Regions from separate parts of the Mus musculus genome. Here region 2 is linked to region 1. Evidence: chromatin contacts called from public HiChIP or PLAC-seq data. All regions are on one chromosome and are shown on one strand. Each heading gives the region's core, a stretch centred on a gene start, on an enhancer-like site or on the middle of the called end of the contact. The rest is flanking DNA. Distances are from core to core; before and after follow the strand shown.

Region 1 (2,700 bases), core at 120-2,619:
TAGCCTAGAACTCAGAGATCTGTCTGCCTCTGTCTACTGAGTGCTGGGATCAAAGGCATGTGCTACTGTGCCTGGCCCTTTTTTTTCCCCCCTTGAGTGTCTCATTCTGTAGCCTAGGCTAGGCTAGCCTGGAACTCACCATGTAGTCTAGGCTAGATTGAACGTGTTGCAATCCTCCTGCCTAAGCCTCTTAAATGCTGGTGAGGGTCTAGAAGTCAGATAGAGCCCTGAGAGGCAGACAATAAAAAGAGAAGCCACCACTAGGTGACAAAAATGGCGAACCCAGGCTTCTTCTTTACCCTTCTGACCAAGGCCTAACATCTTTTTTTTTTCTTTTTTCTTTATTTATGTAAGTACACTGTAACTTTTTTCAGACACACCTGAAGAGGGCATCAGATCTCATTACAGGTGGTTGTGAGCCACCATGTGGTTGCTGGGATTTGAACTCAGGACCTCTGGGAGAGCAGTCAGTGCTCTATTAACCGCTGAGCCAACTCTCCAGCCCGGTTTATCATTTTCTAAGTCTAGTTTTCCGCTATTCCTGTCAACCTCATGGATCCCGAAGTCCTTTTTTAATGAATTTGCCTTGCCTAATTTACCTAGACCTCACCCCTGCAGCTTGTGCCCAGAGAATCCCAGATGGTATAGGGCTTGCTTTCAGAATTCACACAGTACGGTGGGTGCCCTCTCAGAAGATGTCCAGCCACCCCGCATCCCTTGAAAAATGAGATATACAGCATTTCCCATGGAAACGCAAGTCCCAGGCTTGGCCCACCAGTTCTTGTGGCTGCCATTTAGAATAGGTTCTTTACAGTCACACATGTCACTCTAGTTACACACACGCCCTGGGGGCCCTTTTGTTAGATGCTCCACGTGCATTTTGAATTTACACTCTTCAGAAGAGAGAATCTAACTGGTTTCTCTCTTTTGAACTACTATGGATTATATAGGGTTGGATAGGGTATCATGCCAAGCCCTCAGACTTAACTTCCTGCTTCCTCCGCTCATCCACCGACAGTTTCCCTGCTGTGGGCAAGACGTGGTCACGTGAAGGAGTGAGTGAGGGCCTTAAAGATGGCTCAGTGGGTGAAGGTACCTTTTAGCCAAACTGGGCGATCTGAATTTGATCCCTAGGACATGGTGGGCGAGAACTACCTCCTAAAAATGATCTCTGCCGTGCATACACTTGTCATGCCACATGCACATGAATGTGCGCACACACTCCCCCTAAGTGTAATAAACAGCGTGATTGGTGCGGTTCTGAGTTCCGCTTCCTCCCTCGGGGTGTCTAAGCACCACTGCACACTCCGGGGGTCAGGATGGGGGCATGAAGCGGACGGAACCCGGAAGGGTTGCGTCAGCAGGATCTCGGTCCAGCTGTGAGTTGGGGGCGGGGCTTCTCCGAGGATTTCAGAGTTAGAGCTCTTTTACATGGTGTTCAGTGACTCAGCTTTCTTAGCAGATGACCTGCAGCGAAACTGCTTGCTCCTTTAAATTAGAGGTGAACAAAGGTCATATGAACTGTGAGGAGTGGTTTTCAGGGTGAGAGTAAATTATTGGCTGTGGCGGGGGTGGGGGGTAGGGGGTGGGAATCGGAATGCTTCATTTACATGGAGAGGAATTCCAGGTGCTTTGGAGGCAGGTTCTTAATGGGAGAGATGGAAGTTGAACCTTGGCCACGGACTACATGACTTTCCAGGGGTAGAGGATATGTGCAGGGTCTTGCTCTCCAGATAAGGTCAGGCAAAGAAGGGAAAGCCCCACAGAGAAAGGTAGTCCTCCACTTTGTGCCAAGCTCAGAACCTATCTGGACATGGTGGACTGCCGACCTTAATTGTAGGGTCTTCCAACAAGTAGAGATGTCTTCTGACCTCGTGGCTTCTCCCAAGAGGCCCACACATCTGTCTTAGCTTATTCCATACCAACTACCCTAAAGTCGGGGGGGGGGGGGGACAGGAATGGAGCCATTTAAAGATGGAGATGTTCAAACTGTAGTGGTCCAGCTCAGAAGCAACGCTCTGACGTGGTAACTGATCCCCAAATAACACGATGTAGGTGCAGCTTGCCAGGACTGTAGCCATCTTGATTATCCCTGTGACTATCCTGGAGTAACCCTAGTTAGTGGTCACTGCACAATTTCTTAGCAAACCATGAGTTGATAAGGTGGAGTCATTTATGAGACTTTGCAGTCAGACTGGCAGGATGCACCCGGCTCTTCATGATCATCTTAAGATAAGCCAGCTACCTTCCAGTAGTGTCAAGTCACTTTTGTTCAAGCCTTTAAACTCCCAACTGAGTCAAAATGTGGGATGCCAAATTGGACATTCTGGTGCCTGGGTCCACACTTCTGTCCGTAAATTCCCCCAGTAATTGTCACTCGTTAATTCTAGATGTGTCTGCATCTCTTTGACCTCACAGCCCCTTGTCCTCATCTTTTAGGACTGGGTTGTTCTGGAGGAAACAGAGCCTTGAAGACTTCTATCAGGGGGTCTGTTATATTTATATTTCCTCTCCTCTTGGAAGCTGAGTGGGGTTGGACCTGATTAGTATGTGACTGGCAGACAGTATCCGATACATGCTCATTTAACTTAGAGCACACTTATAGATTGCCTGCTGACTGCCACACACCATGGCTGGATGAGAGGGAGAGAGTCCTGAGTCCCTGATATGTGCCAGGGACTGTTCTAGACACATTCAGGT
Region 2 (2,700 bases), core at 115-2,614, 170 kb before region 1:
ACAGGCTCAAAGGAAGTTTGCTGAGTGGGTGAGGTCACCCCACCAGGTCACAGAGTGATATGCTCCTGTGAGATGGCTGCATGCCCTTGTCCTGCCCACCACCGCCACCATCACCACCACCGCCACCACCCCCGCCCCATGAAGGATGTCAGGGACGATTCCAGCATGGTTTCTCAGGGGCCTTTTGTCCTAGCTGTAAAACACGATGCAAGTAACAGGATATCCTAGAATGCTGTTCAGTCATGTTTGGCTGTGCAGATAAGAAAGTGACTTTTCTACCATCTTAAGAATTCTAGCCGGACAGTAGTGGCGTACACCTTTAATCCCAGCACTTGAGAGGCAGAGGCAGGCAGATTTCTGAGTTCGAGGCCAACCTGGTCTACAGAGTGAGTTCCAGGACAGCCAGGGCTACACAGAGAAACTCTGTCTTGAAACAACAACAACAAAAACCCGAAGAATTCTAAAGTTACATTAGGATCATGGTTCCATGGGTTCAGCTTCTGGGAAATATGGTACCTCACAGAACCAGCTATGGTGCATGAGTTTGGGATATTAGTGCTTACACAACAGTGTACCGGATTGTACCCTTGACAATCCCTCCATCTGAGCTCTAATTAAGGCCAGCAGTGGACAGTGCCCCAGCTGAACTCTGGCCAGCTGAACTTGGCCAGCTGGAGCAGCCAGCCAGGCAGATTTGAACTAGGGTTCAGAGTTCAGAATCTGACCCCACAGTCATCGCCTGAGTGCTGGCATTGCAATGTCCTCAACTTGGTGACTTTGGCAAAGTGCCTGAGTGGCACTGAGCCTCAGAGTTCTTTAAATAGAGCAGTCACAGAGTCACTGCCCTTGTTGGCTGTCTGAGGATGCACACAGCATGCAGGTGGTGGAGATGTGTCCTGAATCAGGTTCCTAGATCTTTCTACCTGATGCATCTGCTTGCTACAACCTCACCAGGCCTGTGATCACTAACTAAAACACAGGGTCAGAACATCAGCCGGACAACCATTGCCCTATTTTTAGAACGTAAGGTCCCAAGGATCAGGAAGGATGGGTGGGAACAAGGATGCCTATGTCACTAAGCAACTGTTGTCTTCACCCGAAAGTGGTTAGTGATCTTCCATGGGAACGGCATAGGAGAGGAGAAAGGCCAAGCTTAGATTTTGCAGGCGCTCCTGAAGCTGAGGACTCTGCAGTCTGGGAAAATGCTACAACATTTTTGGGAACTGAGTTCACCAACTTTAAAGGGCACAGGGCACAGGTGCCTGCCTGCTCAGAGCCACAAAAAAACCCACAGTTCCTGCAGCAAGCTTCAGCCTGAAGTTCCCTCCCTGGGCGGAGCCTGTGGCCCTGTCCCGTGGGACAGCGCCTTTAACTGGCTCTAGCTTTAGCCAATAACATGCTTGCTCTTGCCAACAGGATGTGCTCACCCTAAACCACTGATCTTTAGAACAAAGCTGGGAACAATACAAGTTCTGTTCAAAAGTGCAAGGCAGTGTTGGGTGAATGCTAGATCCAGAAGTTAAGTCCCTGAACGGAACCAACCCAGGCTGAGTGCCAGTCCACTCCCCATCTGGAAGGCCCTGAGTAGAGGACACAACTCCTGTGGCAGTGTCCCTGTCTCAAGGAACACAGTTTAGTTATGATCCTTAAAGCAGGCCCCTGCTTACAGCATCTTCCTCAGCTCAGGCACGGGTGGTAAGGATGCCTTCATGAATTACTCTTTGGCAATGTAGAGGGTCGTTACTGAGAAAAAGGAGGTCCTGCTCAGAGGCTGTGGGGTTGGGATAGTTACTGTGCAGCGCCAGCTCAACACCTGTGCAGGTGTAGCTGCGCTCACACATGGGTGGAGGTGTAGGGGTGGGTCATCAGATAAGCCACGGAGTAGGAGACTGACAGAGCCAGGTTCTGCCCCAAGCTGGAGCTAGATTAGACACCCGTTTCACCTGGTTCCACTGAGGATTGTTCCTTGTTTGTTGTCCTTAGAATGTCTGGGAACAGGGGTCTTGAGCCCCTCCCAGCCTTCTTCTAAAAGAGACTAGAATTTGCATGTTCAGGGTTCCCAAGTCTAATGAGGCTGACCTTGACTGCATCCTGAGAGATCTGGGCTGGTCTCCAACTTGGAGGGTTGGGACACACTCACAGCTGCTCTGGAGAGTTGTTCCAAGAGCTAGGGGCCCTGTTGGGTGACATCTGGCTAGGGTGGGGGTGTGTGTAGGTGTCACCTCCAGGGTGACCAGACACACCACTGTTACTCTCAGCTAATCTCGCAAGACTAGTTGGTGAGCTTTTGACGTTTCCCGAAGTTTTGGGGAAGAGGAGAAAGTGGGGCGGGAGACGCTACTCAGGTAAAATCTCATCATGCCCCCACCCCCACCCCACCCCCTCACCCGTCCAGAGATGGATTCATTTTATAGCAAGTGAACTTGGGATCGCAGTGTGATGAAGGAGAACCTTGAACCTGCTTCAGTGCTCATTAGGGAAATCAAGGCTAAGAGAGACGTGGTGTTCCTTAGCAAGGCTACACAGTGAGTTAACAGCAGGTCATAATTGCAGGTGTGTTTCTTTGAAGAGAGACTTCACTATGGAAGCTGCAGCTTGTCCCACCCATGCACCCTGGACAGTTCACACCTCAGAGTCCCCAGAGGGTTAGATGTCTTGGCGCCACCTCCACTGTCTTGACTCAGGCCACACCCTGGGCCC

What was found. HiChIP or PLAC-seq counts read pairs in DNA pulled down with a chosen protein or histone mark.
Region 2: an H3K27ac HiChIP or PLAC-seq map of microglia shows a contact between it and region 1, with 5 times the contacts expected there. The contact joins two enhancer-like sites. A contact is called at or near these places in 3 of 115 datasets of contacts at active chromatin or transcription factors (memory CD8 T cells, microglia and pancreatic cancer cells) and 2 of 9 other capture datasets (liver and pancreatic islet).

The regions. Positions count from the first base shown.
Region 1 is chr8:94,189,955-94,192,654 of GRCm38.p6, reverse strand. No RefSeq gene overlaps it. Among named protein-coding and RNA genes, the nearest start is that of Gm39228, 7.9 kb to the right of the region's middle. Within about 2 kb of position 1,369, at least 150 of the 459 cell types and tissues checked have an H3K27ac peak or open chromatin away from gene starts, as enhancers often do. A contact at or near this core is called in liver, memory CD8 T cells and microglia, where this site is marked.
Region 2 is chr8:94,362,180-94,364,879 of GRCm38.p6, reverse strand. The region is part of intron 24 of Slc12a3 (solute carrier family 12, member 3); the gene reads right to left. Among named protein-coding and RNA genes, the nearest start is that of Gm15889, 14 kb to the left of the region's middle. Within about 2 kb of position 1,364, at least 220 of the 459 cell types and tissues checked have an H3K27ac peak or open chromatin away from gene starts, as enhancers often do. A contact at or near this core is called in liver, memory CD8 T cells and microglia, where this site is marked.